2 separate regions of the Ovis aries genome follow, and region 2 is linked to region 1. A link is a contact called in public Hi-C data. All regions are on one chromosome and are shown on one strand. The core of a region is the stretch at or near the end of the contact, and the rest is flanking DNA. Distances in the headings are between cores, read along the strand shown.

Evidence for each region. A called contact is a pair of places that touch in the nucleus more often than the background predicts.
Region 2: a Hi-C map of muscle shows a contact between it and region 1, with 1.9 times the contacts expected there. The contact joins the promoter of RBM38 here to the enhancer-like site in region 1. A contact is called at or near these places in 6 of 16 Hi-C or Micro-C datasets (blood, liver, muscle and 1 more).

What each region holds. Positions count from the first base shown.
Region 1 is chr13:58,395,983-58,398,639 of ARS-UI_Ramb_v3.0, forward strand. RBM38 (RNA binding motif protein 38) reads right to left here. Exons shown (of 4, transcript XM_060396987.1): 4 at 2,460-2,657. Among named protein-coding and RNA genes, the nearest start is that of RBM38, 38 kb to the right of the region's middle. Within about 2 kb of position 1,334, at least 5 of the 54 cell types and tissues checked have an H3K27ac peak or open chromatin away from gene starts, as enhancers often do.
Region 2 is chr13:58,433,701-58,436,357 of ARS-UI_Ramb_v3.0, forward strand. It overlaps RBM38 (RNA binding motif protein 38), which reads right to left and starts at 1,322. Exons shown (of 4, transcript XM_060396987.1): 1 at 903-1,322; 2 at 16-139. The coding sequence starts at 1,139.

The sequences.
Region 1 (2,657 bases), core at 84-2,583:
ACCACATGGGGTCGCTGTTGAAGAGGGCTCTCCAACAGTCCTGTGGACACTTGTCCACTTTGCAATGACGCCTGAGCTTGATGGACCTTTGCCTGGGTCTTGGAGGTCACCCACACTTGGGACTCAAGTTTATAGCTCTCGTGGGTCACTCTTATACACTCAGAACAGAATGGAAAGTCACCTACCCACCTGAGTCCTGATCCCAGCCCCTCACAGGAGGCCCCTGGGAGGACTGGATCATAGCACTGCCCCTAGGGTGACAGAGAGGGGACTGGAGCCCCAAAGAGTAATTTTTCCAAAATCACTTGGCCAGGGGGCACCCAATTCAAGCTGAACACCCCATCCAGTCCTCTCAGCACTTTTGTTTTTAGAGGCTGCCAGTGAAACTCCTGGGTTTCCCAGGTGTCTCAGTGGTAAAGAATCTACCTGCCAAGCAGGAGACAGGCTCAATCCCCGGGTCAGGAAGATCCCCTGGAGAGAAGAATGGCAACCAGTATTCTTGCCTGGGAAATTTTATGGACAGAGGAGCCTGGCAGGCTACAGTTAGTGGGGTCACAAAAGAGTTGGACACGACTTAGCAACTAAACAACAAAAAGTGAAACTCCTGTTTCTCAGCCCGTGAGACTCTGCAGGAAATGACCCCTGTCTTCCTCCCGGGCTTCATCTCACTTCCTCACCCACATTCAAAATCCTTTCCCACCTACCTTTGCACCTGCCTCCCTCTCCCTAAATATCCCCCCAAGATCTCCCCCATCACTCAAGTCTCTGCTCAGTGGGCCCCTTTCAAGCTCCTCCTCAACAAGGCCCTTGTCACCATGAGACATTATCCTGTCCTGTCCACTCTGCAGGACACCACTCTGATGCTGGCCACCTCTTCTCCTCCGCTGTCCCCCCGGCCACTCACTACTATGTTGTCCCCCAGACTCAAGCCCGTGAACATTCTCTGTGGTGAGACCAGCCTGGGCACTGAGGGCTGTGTGGCAGCTCCCCTAGCCTCTTTTGAGATTCCAGGAGCACCCCCTGCCCAGCGATGACAACCAAAGATACCTCCAGACATTGCCTGATATCCCCTGGGGTAGGGGTGCTGCAGGGGGTCAGGGGGGAGAAGGGGAGAGCCTGTCCAGAAGCCGGAGGAATCCCCATCCTGGGCCTGGGAGCCTGAGCATCCCCCCTACACAACCGCAGCCCTGCAGGCTCCTGGGGTTCTTGAGAAGCAGCGTGGAAACCCCTCTGCAAGGCCAGAAGGGAAGCAGCCGCAGGCCCAGCCACACCCAGCCAGGGAGGGTAGGCCGGGGGCTAATTATAGCAGGCAGGTTGTGAGAGGTCTTCTCCGGGAAGAGGAAGTGGCGCTCTGATTAACCCTGGGGTTGGTTCACCCCAAGTTGAGACAGTCCCCGTGGGGAGAGGAAGTGTGGTGAAATGAATTCAGCCTCCGGGGCCCAGGCAGCACCAACAAGCCAGGCAGCTCTGGTGGGGAAAGCCGGAACGTGGCTCTGTGGCGCACAGGCCAGGTCTGTTGCAGAAGCCTTCAACTCTCCAGACCTTGGTTTTAAAAGAAAAGGGGCTGGGCCAGATTTGACTTTTGAAGTGGGCCTCTTGTTTCAGGGCATGGGCTTCTGAGTCAGGAGCTCACTGAGCCTCAGTGTCCTCATCTGCAGAATGGGTCGATGGGAACCATGTCTTTCACAGTCTTTGGAGGATTCATGGAGCTGATCCGTGCTCTGGCAGGCCTGGGCCAGAGCCTGATATAGGATAGGGGCTCAGCAGATGTTCCATGTCATCAGAATGGCGACACAATCAGTAGGGCCCAGTCAAAATGAAAATGTGGGCCCCTCGTTCAAAAGTTGCTAAGAACTTCAAGACAGAGAAAGCAGAGTGTTAAGCCTGGTGTGGGGCCCCTCTGAGCCCTGTATGGCTGCCTGGGCCACAGGCCTGTGAACTGGGGCAGCTGTGGGGATGGGAGTGAGGTGAGGGTAGGGAAAGCCTCCTGACCAGGGTGGACCCCTCTCCAAGACTGTCATCAGAGGACCTCACCTGGAACGCATAAAATCAGAGTGCTGCGCGCTGTATGAGACCCCTCACATGCAGGCTATGTAAACGGCGCACACAAAGCAACACTGCAAGTTAACTGTCACCATAAATATGGGGGCTTCCCAGGTGGCGCAAGCAGTGAACAACCCACTGGCCAGTGCAGCAGACAGAAGACGTGGGTTCAGTCCCCGGGTCGGGAAGATCCCCTGGAGGAGGGCACGGCAGTCCACTCCAGTATCTTGCCTGGAGAATCCCCATGGACAGAGGAGCTTGGTGGACTACAGTCCATGGGGTTGCATGGAGTCAGACATGACTGAAGCGACTTAGCATGCATGCATAAATATGTAGGGAAAAGCCTAGGCAGGAGGTTGCAGCCCCCACTCCCACTGAGGTTGGCTGTGGGTGGAACATGGGAGTCACAGCTGAACTGAGCTGTAATCTGTAACATTTTATTTCTTCAAAAGAAAACGGATTAGTGACAAATATGACAAAATCTTCACATCTCATTGTGTGTCCTGTTTAATCCTGGGGAGTTGTACTAGGAGCTTATTCTCTGTATATTTTCATTTTTAAAAAGTAGGCTTCCCTGCTTTAAAAACCTTAAAAGCATTCGATGAGGAAATAAC
Region 2 (2,657 bases), core at 72-2,571, 38 kb after region 1:
AGCAGGGACTCTCACCCGTCTGGAGGCTGCGCGGCTTGGCACCCAGATAGGCCAAGTTCACGTTCGCCTTGCGACCATCGATGTTGGGGTTAGGGTCTTTGCAAGCCCTCTCTGCGGCTGCCCGGTCGGCCATGGTCACCTGGAAGAGCACAGAGGCATCAGGGGCTTCCCCAGAAGGTGGGGGAAGCAGAGAGTGGGCTCTAGAGCCCAGGCACCCCGGCATTCACTTCTCCTGACTCCAGGTGCCCGCTACCCAAGGCATCCGCCCAGCCCCCGTCCAGCCTAGGGCCCCCACCCCAAAGCTGCCCTTGGACCCCAGCTCCTCCCTCCGAGTTCAAGCGCTAAGAAACGCGGCCTTGAAGGGCAAAAACAATCCCCGGGGACGACAGCGAAACCCGAAGGGAGGGAGGGGTCCTGGCCTGGCCTACCCGGCCCGTGGGGACCACCAGTTTCCTCACGGGAGGGGTTTGGGGACACCCTAGTTAGAAAAGGAGTAAGAGAAGTGTCTTCAGGCCGACTCTTCAACCGACTCAGGTTGTTTGGGGTGTCTGGGAGTTGCTGGAAAATAAAACACGGGTTGCTCAAAGGCTCCTAGGTGCCCCAGGGTGAAGCCCTGTTCCTCGCTCGCCTGTTGCTCCAGGAAGTGCCGAAAAGTAGCCGGCTGTCCCCAAAACCTCTCCACAAACTTAGAAGAGTTCTAATTGAACAGAGCGGCTCTCCCTTTTAAAGCCGGCGTGGCGTGGGGGCAGGGAGACGGGGTCAGGACCGGCTGCAGCCCGAGAACGGTCAGCAGGTGCCGAGCCGGCGGGAGGCGCCCGGGGCTGGCGTGCGCCCGCCGCTTGACTCAGCGCCCCGGCCGCGATAAGTGCGGGGCGGGAGCGTCCGGCCGCGGGGCCACTTACGAAGCCGTATCCGCGAGACTTGCCCGTCTGGCGGTCGGTGATGACCACGGCCTCCTCGATGTCCCCGAAGCCCTCGAAGTACTTCCTGAGCGAGGCGTCGGTGGTATGGTAGGGCAGGCCGCCCACGAAAATCTTGGTGAACGTGGTGTCCTTCTGCGAGCCGTGCATGGCGCCGGGGGCGGCCGGGGGCCGCGAGAAGCCCGCGCTCGGGGCGCACGGCGCGGGCTGCAGCAGCATGGGGGGCGCCCCGCCGCCTACGGACCCGGGCCGCGTGGGGCTGCGCTCATTGAGGGCGGTGGGGGGGCGAGCGGGGCAGCAGGGGCGCCGGTCTAGCCGCCAGGCCCGTCCACGCGCGGGCCGCTCCCGCCGTGCGCGCCTCACTGCGCTGCGCTGCGCTCCAGCCGGCGTTGCGGGCACCCTGCGCCTCAGCGCCTGCCCCGCGGGCTTTGTAGTCGGCCCCGCCCTGGCCCCGCCCCCGGCCCGCCCAGGCCCCTCCCTATAAAGCCGGCCCCGCCCCCAGCCTCAGCCCCGCCCCGCCCCGGGCGCGCGAGGAGCGCCGGGAAGCGTAGTCCAGGTCCTGCCCCACCGCGTCCCACGTGCGGTGGGGAAGCACTTGGAGCAGGGCGCGCACTTGCGGAGGGGGAACATCCGGGTTTTCTAGGGCACCTGTTCCGTGCTCGCTGGGTTCCAGGCCCCTCTCCTCGTATAGATCACAATCTAGCGAACCAGATGTACACGATTCAGATCGTGTTTAGTGAGTCGGCGTTTCTCCCAGTGCTGCCTCCAGTACAACAACGTATTGAAGGTGAAATGATTTTTGTCTTTACGCGCAGGTGCTAAGTAGTTTCAGTAGTGTCCCAGTCTTTGTGACCGCCACGGACTATACCCTGCCAGGTTCCTCTGTCCTTGGAATTCTCTAGGCAAGAATACTGGAGTGGGTTGCCATGCCCTCCTCCAGGAGATCTTTTCAATCCACAGACTGTACCCTCATCTCTTATGTCTTCTGCACCGGCAGGCAGGTTCTTTACCACTAGAGCCACCTGGGAAGCCCCGTTTGTTGAGAATGTATGTGTGTATGCGTGCATGCGTGTGTGTGTGTCTGTGGTCTATATACATGAATATAATTAGTTCGAGGAATTTTAGAGTGTGGGTGTGTGATCTATATACACGAATATAATTGATTCGAGGAATATTTATTAGGGTGTGGGGGATGCAGAAATGCACAGAACACACTCTAGCCCCACCAAGCCGCTATGAACAAGACAAATAAACGGGTTCAGTTCAGTTGCTCAGTCGTGTCCGACTCTTTGCAACCCCATCGACTGCAGCATGCTGGGCTTCCCTGTCCATCACCAACTCCCAGAACTTGCTCAAACTCATGTCCATTGAGTCGGTGATGCCATCCAACCATCTCATCCTGTGTCGTCCCCTTTTCCTCCTGCCTTTGCTCTTTCCCAGCATCAGTCTTTTCCAATGAGTCAGTTCTTTGCATCAGATAGCCAAAGTACTGGAGTTTCAGCTTCAGCATCAGTCCTCCCAAGGAATATTCAGGACTGATTTCCTTCAGGCTTGACTGGTTCGATCTCCTTGCAGCCCAAGGGACTCTCAAGAGTCTTCTCCAACACCACAGTTCAAAAGCATCAATTCTTTGGCACTCAGCTTTCTTTATAGTCCCAACTCTCTCCCATCCATACGTGACTTACTGGAAAAACTATAGCTTTGACTAGACAGGCCTTTGTCAGCAAAGTAATGTCT